Regions from separate parts of the Xenopus laevis genome. Here region 2 is linked to region 1. A link is a contact called in public Hi-C data. All regions are on one chromosome and are shown on one strand. The core of a region is the stretch at or near the end of the contact, and the rest is flanking DNA. Distances in the headings are between cores, read along the strand shown. Region 1 holds the start of zfp36l2.S (ZFP36 ring finger protein-like 2 S homeolog). Region 2 has its middle 96 kb from the start of plekhh2.S.

Region 1 (7,055 bases), core at 2,968-5,467:
TCAGTCATTAACCAGCCTTTGCTATGTGGGGGAGGGGGTCCAGTAGGGCTGGGTGTGGTGACACTGTTGGTGGGGGGAGTGAATGAGTGAGCACTGCACTTTGTGGTCATTACCAAGCAGAAGTCTCCCAGAGCAGTAAGATCTCTTGGGCAGCTAAGGGGAAAGGATGGCTGAATCCCTTGTCTGAGCCCAGGGGGACCATCCTTTCATTCTCACTTCAAGGGACACTATCCCCCATTTTATATTCTTTCTAAACATTTTGCTTAGAATGCACAGTGTTTGATTACTTTGTAATTTATTATATTTTTGAATGTTTTTTTTTCTCTCTCATGGGATGATTTATTTGTTTATTGTTCCTGAGCAATCGAGCCAGATTTAATGACCAGTTACCAAACTTTTTAGAGAACTGGACAGCCAGGAGAATGGGTCAAACTTCTGTTTATTCCAGATTTTTGCAGCCTGGCCACTCTGGATTTTAATGGGTCAAGCCAAACAATAGATGACCTGCAAAGAAAATGTATATATATATATATTTTTTCTATTTTTTAATCTTTGCCAGACATAAAAATGTATATTCTGACCGCAAGTGGAGTATAACCATAATTCTGCTGCACAGGAACTTCTAACTTAAGGGCTTTACTGTTACTACATGTAAATATGCAAATCCTGAAATACCTTTAAATAGAAAAAGAAACGGTTGTGCCATCTGGGCAACCCCCTCCCCTGCACATGCTATCTGTAGAGCCTTTTAATGTCCCTAGCAGTGCACAGAGTTAAAAGCTGAGGCTGTGACTTCCTGCTACGTGGTCAAGCTGACATGCAGAGCCTGTGACTCCCAGACACACAGTGTGCAGTGCAGCTAGCCACAGGAAGAACCAGCCTCGGAGATATTGCTATGTGGAATGAGAGTGCTTTGCTGTTAACTCCTCTGCTGAAAGGGAGGATATTTGCCACCTTGTTTTTGGTTGAGGAGTTTTCAAAATGAGACTATCCAGCTTCTGGTGAACTAGGACTCCTCAGCCTTCAGCTGCTGCCACTGCTAGTTGCTGTTGTTCAACAACAGCTGCAAGTGTGTTAAACATTCACTGTCTGGTGCCACAGTTTTGTCACTCTGCAGGAAGTGTACATGCTTTGCTCTGTAACAAAAAAACGATGCAACGCGAGCCTTTGTTGATTGTGCCTTGCCTTGTGTTTAGTGTAGATTGCGCAATGTGTGCCAGAAACAAGGAACAGTGGTGATCATATTTTCTTATCTGAAAGGCAAGGCTTAATAATGCAGCAGTATGTGGCTCATCCCAGGGTTGGTTGCTAAAGGTGACATTGCAAGTTATATTTTACAGTAAAAGGCAAAATGAATCAGCTGGGGCAAGCTAAGATCCCAGTTGTAAACACAGTGGTTGGATAATAAACTTGAATAATACTACTGTGGAACCAGTTATACACAGTGTTGCACTTACACAAAATGAATATAGTTCTACACCTACACACAAAAATGCTTATACAAAAACAAACACAAGTTCTGGACATATACTACAAAGAATACAAATTACTGATCTTATACAATAAACAAAGTTCTGTATTTATACCATAAAGAACAAAGATCTGCACTTATACAAAAAATGAACACACAGAACACACAGTTCTGCACATCTACAAAACACACAAGTACTGCCCTGATACAAAAAAAACACTAGAGTTCTGCACTTTAGACAAAAAACACCCAAGTGCTATATTTATCCAAATATGTTCACCCAATGTTCAACGTGTATACTGAAAAAGAACAAAGTCCTGTGTTTTGGATATTGCAACTTTGGTTAAAAATTGCCTTGTTAACAAATAAACTAGGTAAGGTTTTTCAAGTCAGCAAACAGCATAGTAAAATTTACGCTCCCATGCTTGCCTTTACTGCTCAAAAGGTTTTTTTCAGAAAAACAGGCTGCTGTAAAAGTGGGGATGTCTGTAAAGTTTGCCTGTATTTACAGGCTTCAGGGCCTAGCTTTGGCATGCTACGAGATAGGTTTGCATATGCGATAGGTTTGCATATGCGGTTGCACCCTTTATTTAGCCTGCACTCAGTCTTTCTCATCTCTGTTTTATCTAATGCCTTCACTATGTGGCTGCGTTGACTCGTTCCCAGGGATCTGGCAGACGTTCAAGGTCTTGTGATATGATTAACAAGCCAACTTCTTGTCCTTTGACACAAGAGCCCTGGCCCAGCACAGCCTTATTTACTAGTGGTGGTGCTAGGCTTTAAACTTTGCAAATCTGCATGGACTGTTTCACTGCCTGCTGTAGATTTCTGTAATCTAGGGGCTCATCCAAGACGGTCTAGGCCAGCTCAATTTACTTCTTGCTATGTTTGACTTATCTGTATGATGAATAGATTTTACGACAATCTGCTTTGTAAAATTTCTACTTTATTCTGGCTTCTTTAGCAAAATGTACATTTAACTGGAACTCAAAAACAGGGTCTGTGTTGCACACTTGGACTGGAACTTTCTAAGCACAAAAGAATTCCATAATCCGCTGTCATATGGAGGGTTAATCCTGTAACTGTATTGCTGCGCTGTCAGTTCAGGATCTCTGGAAGGCCAGACTGCCAAAAGAAAAAAAAAGTTTCCGCCTCGTTTCCAGAGCATTTTTCTAGCACACAGACAAGGGAGGAGAGGAAATAAACAGGAAAGAAGGGAAGGGTGGTCAAGTTTCCCTCACTGAGACACCCTGCTGTCAGTGCCCCTGGAGTGAGAGATCTATGGGAAGCAGAAAACAACAAGCAGTGGGGCTGTGGATTCCTCACTCCAGAAGGCAGTCATCAAAGTGAGGGAACAAGTGTTGTGGGAAAAGTGACAGCCCAAACTCCAGCACATATGCCAGTGTGTTATAAGTATGAGCACTAATATTTAACCCCCTGAATTTCTCGCTGATCCTGTGCTCACTTCTGTTATACGTGAACGACTCAACCTGCACTAAGCAACTCTGATCTTCTGCAGCATTGCACTGTACATGGATTTAGATACAACATGAACATCTAATCTATGGCCCTCCAGTTTCTCCCGATTTGCAAAGGGGAGGAATTGCAACACTGTCCTTAATTTACATCGTGCTCAGAAGCTATGTGGCGCTTTACAAAATTCTAACAAATAAGGGGCTCGCAGACAAAGGTTATGCAATGGAACTGGTGCTTTATATGAACGGATTAGACGACCGTGCACATAACGCCTTTTAGAAATACATAAAGCAACGGGCTCACACAGCCAAATCTGTATCTGCTGGGTTTTTGACCGTGAGCTGCTGGAAGCTGCAGTTCAATCACAGCCACTCAAGCGCACTACATTTCCAGGAATTGTATCATGTATCCCTATCAGTAGTTCTGATTTTCAGTCACAGGTAGGGTTGCCACCTGACCGGTAAAAATGATGGTTGATCCCAATGTTATTAATAGGAAATAAAGATAAATATGTGAGAAAGCCGGTATTTTTTTTTTTTCCAGAAAAGGTGGCAACGCCAGTCACAGGTCGCAATCTTGGTTCTTTCACCACAGGTAAACGTTACATTGAGCTTGATGTGCTGCACTTGGGATTAGCAGGAATCTTATAATGCTCTTCTTGTTTAGCTTTAGGACACTGGCAATGCCCAGACAATAAATGTAACAGTCCCACAGGCATAGAAGATCGATTATATTCTAAAGGGACTGGCGCAGTGCAGCCATTGCTGCAAATTAGAAATGATACACCACGTGAAAACCGCCTCACACCCGAACCGTGAGGTAATTATTTAGCAGAAACTCAAAACACGCGTCTCAAGCAAAACGAATCTTTCAAGTAAAGTTTTCCCCTCACTGAGCACGTAATTGTTCAGTATAAAAAGATCAGTGATTTTTCAACATATCGTTATGGATCCCTGGCTATATACGCGTGCATAAATAAGGCATCGAACAGGCGGCTCAATTCTATAACGCGCAGAACCGCAGATAACTAGAGCGCACGGTGTCGTGTCACAGTGTGACTGTGTAGAAGAGAGAGAAAGTCAGTCGGGTCCTCCAGAAGGAAATTGGCGGCACCCAATAGGAAACGAGGAGGCGGTGACGCCAAGGGGAAGTGCTTAGCCTCACAGAGAGCGGCTGGGTCACGGCTCTGGCTCCTCCTCCCCGCTCCCTTCTGCTAGTTTATATAGTGGAGCGCTGCATGCTGTCCGGGGAGTTCTAGTCCGTCAGCTCACACTTGCACTTATATTAACCAACCAGCCTTTCCCACTCCTCCCCCCTGCCTGGGCCGCTGGTGGAATATTCCCCATTAAACGGACCAGTCCATTTACCATCCTTCCCCCCTGTGACTTCAGTCGTGGCTATTCCAAAGCCTCTCAAGCACGAGGGATTTGCCGCTCCTCCGGGGGACGCGCCGAGAAACCTCCAAACTGGATCTGGAAATGTCTGCGACCCTTTTATCCGCCTTCTACGACATTGACCTGTTGTACAAGGTACGTTCCTGCTTTTGGCCTCGACTTGGGATGGGGAAATGTTTTAGCCTAGTGTTAACTGTGTGGGAATTGTCTGCGGCTTCTCAACTCGAATCTGTGGCTCTCCAGCTGTTCGAAGGGGCTTATGGGAGTTGTAGTTTAGTTGAGAGACTTGTTCTGTTAGAATGGACTCCGCTGTCGGTGGTTGCTGCTTTTCCCGTGCCCTGAGTCTACTCCCTGTCCCTCTCTCCTCACTTGCACTGGAGGCTAAAGCCCTAGGGCGGGGTTTCTCTTCCCAGCAGGAGTCTTGCACCAAACTGGGGTCCCCCTGCTATGAAGCCCCACAGACTAGACTCTTGTGCTCTGCAACTTCTTTTGAGTTGAGTTTGTGGGCCTCTTGCTCTTGGAAATAGGTTCCTCTACTCCACACTGCACAGTGTTGGGGCCCCTTTATTTTATTGCCCCCAGTTGGTACTTTTTTTTCCCCTCTAGTTGATTTAAAGCAGTTTTATCACAGGGCTAGTGGCCATGGGCTCTTGGGGCTTCCTGTGTAGGGTTAGTGGCTCCCTGTGTAGGGTTAATGGCCCAGGCTGTTGGGTCTCCCCGTGCAAGGTAAGTGGTCCCTTGCTCTTGGGGCTCCCTGTGCAGGGTTAGTGGCCCTGGTCTCTTGGAGCTCCCTGTGCAGGGTTAGTGTTCCGGGCTCTTGGGGCTCCCTCTGCAGGGTTAGTGGCCCCGGGGCTCTTGGGGCTCCATGTGCAGGATTAGTGGCCCCGAGCTCTTGGAGCTCCCTGTGCAGGGTTAGTAGCCCCGGGCTCTTGGAGCTCCCTGTGCAAGGTTAGTGGCCCTTGGGTTCTTGGGGCTCCCTTTGCAGGGTTAGTGGCCCCTGGGTTCTTGGGGTTCCCTTTGCAGGGTTAGTGGCCCCTGGGTTCTTGGGGTTCCCTGCTTGTGCAGGGTTAGTGGCCCTAGGCTCTTGATGCTCCCTGTGCTGTGGGTTTTTTTTCTTTTGCAGTGAGATATGGGGCTCACTTGTGTTTGCAGTGCTTGAAGTTGTTGCAGCATTCTGTTTAGTAGCAGTGTCTCTGGCGCTATAGTCTACACTCCTGTTGCAAGGCAGTATGGGTAGGAGACGCCTCTGTGGTTTGTTGCTTGAGTTAGGAGGCTCCTTGGAGTGCAGTTGCCATGTGCTGGGTGGCAGTGCCAGAGCCTGCTGTCTGCTTAGTTACCTTTTACTGGCGTGGGGGGAGGTGACTTGCATTAGATTGAGATGGGGCTGCAGTCTTTCCTCTTTATTGGGGCCCCTAGTAGTTTCGGTACTACATGTTGAATATTCAGCTCTGCTTTGCATTATAGCTGGGGTTGCATTGTGCAGCTTACTTGGTGGGTTTCGCATCCACACTAGTTTCCATAACGTTACGTACAGTTTTTTTTTTTTTTTTTTTTTTTTTTTTTTTGCACCCCCCTCTCCCTTTGTCATGTAAGTGTGTGGAAAGTTTATCTGCATTACAAATGGGGTGGTCTGTTTGAAATGGAGTTGCACTGCTGTGTGAGCATTATGGCTTCCCTCTAGCAGGACAATGTTGAATGGTGTGGGAGGGACAGCTTTTGGTGCTTCTTCAACGGAGTTTGCAGCTTTATTTGTATGACTGTTGACATATTTCAAACACGCTTGGTAGAGTGTTTGGGGTGCCTTATAGCTAAATCTTTAGAGGTGACTTATTGGGAGTCTCAGAAGTAGACCTGTAGCCCATGGTTGAAATTGGAAGAGATCTCCTTCCCTTTGGGGTCATCTTTCCCCATGTGGATACTAGGATGTCTATTTTGGAGCTCCACCTTTCCTGTCCTGTATTTTTGTTTGTGCCCTGCTGGAAGTTTGTGAGTTGTAAAGTTGCAAGCTAATGCGTTATTTGTTTTCCATTGTGTGGTGTTTTGGGGCGTGTTATCATTTGCATGCTATCTGAGGGGCTTTTTGCAGCAGAATATTGGGTACCAACTTGCTTTTGATCTGTCAGGTGGTGTGAAAATATGAAAATACATACTGAGTACCCAGTATGTGTGCATACATACTAAGTAGTTGCTGTTCTTTTATTGGGGGGGGGGGGGTTAGAAGATGCATACTGGGGCACTGGCTGGTGGAAGTGTAGTGTAGGCTCCGAGTTCTAGCATATGTTAGAGAACTTATATTTTGGGCAACAGTCACACATTTAGTGGGTTCTTCAGTAGATGCATGCTAGGGTGTTATTGTAGGGAAAGTGTGTAATATAGAAAGCACAGGGTTGAAGTCCTTGTGCAATTGTATGATATTGAGTTTCTTTAGGGGAGGCATTGTAATATAATTTGGGGGTGATTGCTAGAATTGTCTGCACAATGGTGATTTCCCTTTGCTTGAGAGTAACCGTGACTGTCTCCCTGCAGAACGAGAAGGCTCTGAATAACTTGGCCCTGAGCACCATGCTGGACAAGAAGGCAGTGGGCAGCCCGGTGAGTTCCACCAACTCCAACTTGTTCCCAGGATTCCTCCGCCGGCACTCTGCCAGTAACCTACAGGCCCTCAGTGGCAGCACCAACCCAGCCAAATTCTGCCACAACAACAACAACAACCA
Region 2 (7,055 bases), core at 1,828-4,327, 170 kb before region 1:
TATATATATATATATATATATATATATATATATATAGAAGCATGGGATCCGTTATCCAGAAACCCTTTATCTAGAAAGCTCCAAATTACCAAAAGGCCATCTCCCAAGGACTCCATTTTATCCAATTATCCAGAAATGATTTCTTTTTTCTCTGTAATAATAAAACAGTAGCTTGTACTTGATTCCAACTAAGGTATAATTATAAGAATCCATTTTAAATGAAAACATTATTTCAATCAATGCAATCAAATGTGTAGTTTTATGTATGGCTAGCAAGGATATCCTTATGTCCTCTTGTTTTGCTGGTGAGAATTGGTTGAGAATGATCTTCACTGGCGCGAAATGAGCCGGTGCCCCGGGCCCTGATATACAAGATACCCCCGACTGCTGCATAATTCCTGGAGTCTCCCCAGATCCAAGTACTGGTTACAAGTATTGCAGTCAGCCAGCAGATGGCAGCGCAGATCCATGTTGCAGAATAGGTGGAAGGAAACAGATTTTTTGCTTTATAAAGATAAAATCATTATCAGTATTAGTGGGGTGAGCAGCACTTTAAATGAGAGGCATTTTCATTGCCATTGCAGCTATTCATTTCAGCTTTATGGTATTTATTTTTTAATGTCACATTCATAAGACTCATGATTATTGTACTGGGCAGGCATTGGTAAAAAAAAATACTAAAAAGTTAAAAAAGTATATTAAGTCCAACCTCTGGCGATGGGCTGTAAACTGGGGTGTGTAGTGTATACAGTTAAAATGGGGCCCACTTGGTACCCCATCCTGCGGGGCTCACAATCCAGTGTAGAAAGCATATAAATAAATGTGTTTCAGGTTTTAAAGGGGGAGATGGCAACCCAGCACTGATTTGATCTGGTGGTTTGGCTGATTTTGACCTTGCTGTGGGATTGTCTGAGCTTGTATGACAGTTTAGGGGATGGTCTCAAAGGATCAATCTGTCCTATTGATTGTTCCAAACCAACAAATGTAATGTGGCTTTGCAGCATGATAGTAGGTACCCCCTGCATCTGCAAATTATGCTGCTGATTATTGGCTCTAACAATAATAGAATCTGACCACCCATGCACTGGGCTGACCATCCTCGGTAGGATTGTCATCTGGCTGGTATATAAATTTGCAGTTCCTTGTGCTTTTCACCCCCCCCCCAGACCCACCCACTGAAATCAAACATCTCCATACCGGACAGTCCCGATTTTGACAGCTCAACCCGGATTGTAACTGAAATGTCACGACTTTCTCTTTGATCTCCTGCACTGAACAACCAGAAAAAGATAAAACGTTTCTAAAACTTAATTGGCTTTCGGCAGAGAGCCCCTGAAAACGTAGCAAGTGAACTTGGATACATTTATAACAATTTAAGATAAGCAAAGAAACAATTGTAACAATTTAAGATAAGAAGGTCTCGGGGAAACTGTGACTTGCAGCTTAAAGGGCAATTCACCTTCATTAGCAAAGCTGTAATAACACATAAAAACCATAGAAATGTGTTCAAACTTTCATAACCTGCCAAATTTTGTAAAAGTCATAAACCTTTCCTATTTTGCATTTCCATTTTTGTTTGGCAATTCTTTAAATCCTAGGAGTAGGAATTGGGTGAATTTGATCTGTTTCGTTTCGCTGGCGCTGGCGAATTGTCGCCGATGGGCATTAAAGTCTATGGGCGTCAAAAAAATTTTGTCGCACGTCTTTTTATTTTGACGCACAACGCCATAAAAGTCTATCGGTGTCATTTTTTCGGCGAAACAAGGCGAAAAAATTCGCCCATCCCTACCTAGGAGTGCTGTCCCTGTTCCTTCGCTCTGCAATCTTTACTCTCAGCCTCAAACTGAATCCCATATTTGGTACTTCCCTAATTAAATCCTCTGACTGTTCTACTAAATGCCTTGATTTTACAGTTGCACCTTCATATTATCCTTAATCACATGCAGCACCGACGTATTCTGCAGCGCTGTACAATATATGGGTGTAAACACTGAGCTTACAGATTAAATGCAAATGATACAAGAGGTACAGAATGCCCTGCTTTAAAGAGCTTCCCAAGAGGTTCTGCAGCATCTGAGAGCCACCATGCTCTTGATTCTGCTGTTTGCGTGGGCTCTGGTTCAGCCCTGTGGGTCACATGCCACTGAATCATACACCACCTCTCATTGCTTAGGAATTGCAGTTTTAATGTCATCAGCTCATGATGGATTGTTATGGTTCCAAATATCACCGTAGCAACAGTAGTGACACTATTGGTACCAGATGAATTTGGCAGGTGGATCGTTGCCCGCAACACAAACAAGTGTTTAACTAGAGCTAGCTGCAAGTAATTTGGCAATGCCATTAGGCTTTAACTAGCCAAGAAGGATTATAGAAGGGCCAATGAGTAGAGCACACATTTGGCACAGACGCATGAAATGCTCAGCTTTTCCAGTTGTGTGCGGAACAACCAGCCAGCATTTGAATCTGGGACTCAGAATTGAATCTGGGAATCTGGGACTCAGAATTAAAAGGAACTTAATACCACGTATGCAAAATGTTGCTGTGACTTGGGGGGGAAACTGGCTCATTTACCAATATACAACTTTTTACCTATAACTGTAACCATTGTATTTGCTAAAGTTGTCCAAGAACAAAGGTTACATCTGAAAGGGAAACTTGAGCTTAAAAAGCCCAGCTATCACTGATTTAAACTGATTGGGTGGCGCCTACAAAAAAGTTGTCAGCAGGGTTTAAAGATCACAAGAAATTCTGAAAAATTCTGGGTAAAATTGTACCGTGGATACAGGTATGTGAATGCTACATAGCCCACAAGCTATATCATATGGGAGTTAGACACTCTCTGCTGCAGCCTATTGAGCTTTCCTGGAATGGCGTTTGTGAGCTGGAAAGTGCTGCTCCCCTACTTGTTCCCAATATCCAAGGGGTGTTCATAGGCTGCATTCAGTAAATGCCTGATGATCACTACATCAGATAAGGTCACACATTTTCCAGTTTGGCCTTATGCCTGTAACATATTTTCTGGGTAAATCTTCCTTTCCCAGATCCAGCCTGAACTAGGCCTCCCAATCAAATTGCTTGTGGTCTATAGGGAGCCATTCTTGGGCAACCAGGTATCTGATCTATCAGACCATCATTATTAGTTTCCACTGCCCCCCAACTGGTCAAGCAAACTAAATAGGAACTGGGAGACCTCTCTTGGATAACACCACTGTATCTGCTTGTTGGAAAGAGCCTAGAAATATCTTTATCATTCCCCATGTGTCTAGCGCCGATACCTGTGTTGGCCTCGTTCCCAAACACAGGTTAGTTATGAATGAAATGCACTTCTAGATGTCCGAAAATATGATTCCCTCTCATAAAAATGTGAAACTATTACTAACTATTGGAAATGCTCACTGGTATCTGCATTGGTTTGTTAGCATGTGCATAGATGCACATAGATGGTAGATGCAAACATTTACCTGCTGTGTGTCTCCTACGGCAAGTAAAGAGCAATACTGGAGGAGAGATACGCTCTATTTGTAGGCAGAATTCACTTTTAAATAAAGCATAGTGTCATGTGTTATTCTGTACAGAGAACCTTATGTAACATTCATATGTTTGTTCTTGTGGGTGGAAACTCCCATACAGATACAGAACAGTGAGAAAAACCCCACTTCAATCAGTGGGCCCTAGTGGCCAAACTGTCAAAATAAATGGTAGACTGCATTACTGTTGTGATATTTTCTTGTGAGTTGGAGGTTGAAGGTTAGCACTTAGCTGGAATCCATGGGGTAGAAGAATGAGAAGTATAGAACAAGTCTTGAGAGCTTATATAGAATGAGAAGTACAGAACAAGTCTTAAAAACGTCAGTATATTCTGCGGTGCTGTACAATGAAATGGTTCAACACATACAATTACTGACAGAGGATACGTTATCACTTGTCAGGTAATGGCAACATGGAACTCCACTTTAAAACTACAAACTCATGGATGTCCCATATTTCGGTTGTTCCGATCAAGACCTAATTAATGATGATTCTTTCTCCTTAAGGTGGTATACAAGGTTCAATAGTTAGGATATCTAACTTAAGGCATCATGACCAAATGACCAGCTCTCTTTCCAAATCCAGGCTTCCAAGAGTAAAATAAACGTTACTCTTTATTAAAAGTTCCGTATTAAGTTAATCTATATTAAAATTCCTATTTTATATAAAAGGTATATACATTTATTTAATCCTACAGACATAATTATATAGATCACAAACTACAGGGTCAGCTAAACAAAGACTGAATTAATTTCTAATGGTTGTCTAGTCTGCAAGTAAAGTAGGGGAAGTAAAGTCTAAAATAGAATAAGGCTAGAAATGCTGTATTTTGTATACTAAACATAAACATGAACTTACTGCGCCACAAGCCTAATCAAAAAAATATTTATGCTTTCAAAGTTGGCCACAGGGGGTCACACTCTTGTAAATGTGTTAAACATCTTTGCAAGACCAAGACTGTGCACATGCTCAGTGTGGTCTGGGCTGCTTAGGGATCGTCATAAATCATAAACAGCACAAGTCAAATAAAATCTGCCAGAAGCCGATACAGCAAGACTGATTAATAATCAGAATATACAGACTGCACTGGGTCCTGTGTTGTCATGAAATCTAATGTGGATTTTTAGTTTTTGTATTGTTTAATACAAACTTTCTCCAACTCTGCAGAACCAGTGGCTGCAGCAAAATAATCCTTCAATTAGAATCCCAGTTTATCTGTTTAAATCTGGCTCCATGATCTTTGTCTCTGCAGCTGGAGTTGGAAACAGTAAAGGGGATGTAAAGGCAAAAATAAAATCCAATACAAATCTCTACACAGTCACTGACTGGTCTACAGGGAAACAAACAAAGCTGCTTGAGTTCTGCAAGGCTGGGAAGTAAGGCGGGGGCTTCCCCTGCTGTTCCAAAATATGATTGTTTCCCTGCAGAGCATTTAGGGACCGTCTGACAATTCCTATCCACAGCAGTAAGGGAGAATTTCACTGTATACAGTCAGGTTTCTTATAAAAATGGTACACATGTTTTAATTAAAGTATATTGGAGATAGGTTTCTTTTTCATTAAGCAAAGTAATGAATTTACATGCCCTTTAAATATCCTTTTCACATCATCAATGAAGCAATTCAGAATTGAGATCCATTAGAAGATTATCTGTACAAAGGGTTCAGTTCTGATCCAGTTGACTCACGTGAGGAGCATGTCCATGTAATAGTAACATATTTTTGATGAAGTGCACTCTTCATATGGGCTATTCATGGGCTATCAGGGTGCTACACATGGGCTGATATTTGGGTTTTTCATGGAACAATGTATTTGGAAGATTAGATTAAATTATTCCCAATGTGATCCCATTGACTCAGTCCACCTCTGTGGAACTAATTTTATTACTCTCATTTTCAGTTTGAATGTGGTTCATGAGTTATAAAATACTGGTGATTTGTTTATTGGTGTGAACAGGACCCTTCTGAAATTCGATATATATATATATACAGTATAACATCACATAGTTGGGTTATTTAGTACAGCAAGTCCATCTGGGGTTTTGGTGTTTGTTTCTCTGCTTGCAATGAGCTTTGTTAAAGCAGAGGAAACAATACAGTAATCTAGAGCCAATCGTTTGGCCATCATTGTAAAGTGCCTTGAAACTTTCCATAAACAATTAACATTTTTAATGTGCACCTTTTTATTTCTTTTTTTTGTCCCTTTTAATTTTTTTTATTGCATTTTGTGCACATATCAATAACCTATGATTTCCTAAGAGCAGTTGTTACCCTTCAGTTCCATGATAAAGCCAGCGGGGACTTCAAAGCGACCATGAATAATTGCTTTGTCACTGGCCTGACTATACCATGGTGCGGCCTCTTCTCAAGTTTTATTGAGGCTATAATCGCTTGATTAAGTTTGAGGGAGGCAAGAACAATAGAGCAGTGTCTGCATTACATTTTGGAACCATAAAGTGCTTGTTAAAGCCTAAAGTTCCTGATACTGGCCTGCAATGCATTCCCTCCTCCTCCTCCTTCTTCTGCTTCATGCTGATAAAGTTCTAAGGTCATTTACAGTGTATGTGATTCACTACTGTCGATTTGGGATTCTGTAGAATTGTAAATAAATGTACTTGATTATTTTAACCCAGAGATAGTAAGCCCCACTGTACTGTAAAGTATTCTGAATTAGCTGGGGTAGTGTAATTCATGCAAATCTTGTATAACAATATACACTATATATACGTTTTTTATTTATTGCTTTACTTGTAGGAAACTTCTACATTCCCAACTAGTGGCCCTTGAGCAACATGTTACTCACCAACCCCTTGAAAAATGCTCCTAGTGGCCTCAAAGCAGGTGCTTATTTTTGAATTCCAGGCTTGGAGGCAAGTTTTGGTTGCATAAAAACCAGGTGTACTGCCAAACAGAGACTCCTGTAGGCTCCTAGTCTGCATGGGGCTACCAAATGGCCAATCACAGCACTTTTTTTGCAATACCCAATAATGTTTTTCATGCTTGCGTTGCCCCCCCAACTCTTTTTACACCTGAATGTTGCTCACAGGTAAAGACCTAGGTCTGGATGACTTCATCTGTGACCAGTCTGGGACATATGGCACAGATCATAAAATTTTCTTGGGCCCAACGAACCACATACAATACCAGATTTTGCAACCTCTCACGTTTTGTTATCCATGCTTTGCTGCTGCTCTTTATGAACATTAATGATTAAAGATCTGGTCCACCTGTCAGGAGGATTCTGGGAGTTGCAGTCCATTAGCATCTTGAATTGGTTGTCCATCCCTAAGCTTGGGGGGGGGGCTTTAAATCACTGTCACAATATGAAATGTGTGCACTGACATCATGCTCGCGTTTTTTGAAGCCTTCTCCATAATGACAGTATTTCCAAGTATATGGTTGCTCCCACTCACAGCCAACTGCTATTATAGTTTAGCCCAGTGTCACATGGAATTAATTTTTAGTTATTTTTTTTAATATATAAATAGAATGCAGCACTAAGGCTTATGTAGTAACCATGCTCAAT

The links. Hi-C and Micro-C count contacts between places; a contact is called where the count stands out from the background.
Region 2: a contact with region 1 is called in a Hi-C map of the XL177 cell line, with 5 times the contacts expected there. The contact joins the enhancer-like site here to the promoter of zfp36l2.S in region 1. A contact is called at or near these places in 2 of 4 Hi-C or Micro-C datasets (the XL177 cell line and the XTC cell line).

The regions. Positions count from the first base shown.
Region 1 is chr5S:20,132,464-20,139,518 of Xenopus_laevis_v10.1, reverse strand. zfp36l2.S (ZFP36 ring finger protein-like 2 S homeolog) reads left to right here and starts at 4,217. Exons shown (of 2, transcript NM_001087141.1): 1 at 4,217-4,476; 2 at 6,868-7,055. The coding sequence starts at 4,426.
Region 2 is chr5S:20,304,568-20,311,622 of Xenopus_laevis_v10.1, reverse strand. No RefSeq gene overlaps it. Among protein-coding and RNA genes, the nearest start is that of plekhh2.S, 96 kb to the left of the region's middle. Within about 2 kb of position 3,077, at least 1 of the 7 cell types and tissues checked has an H3K27ac peak or open chromatin away from gene starts, as enhancers often do.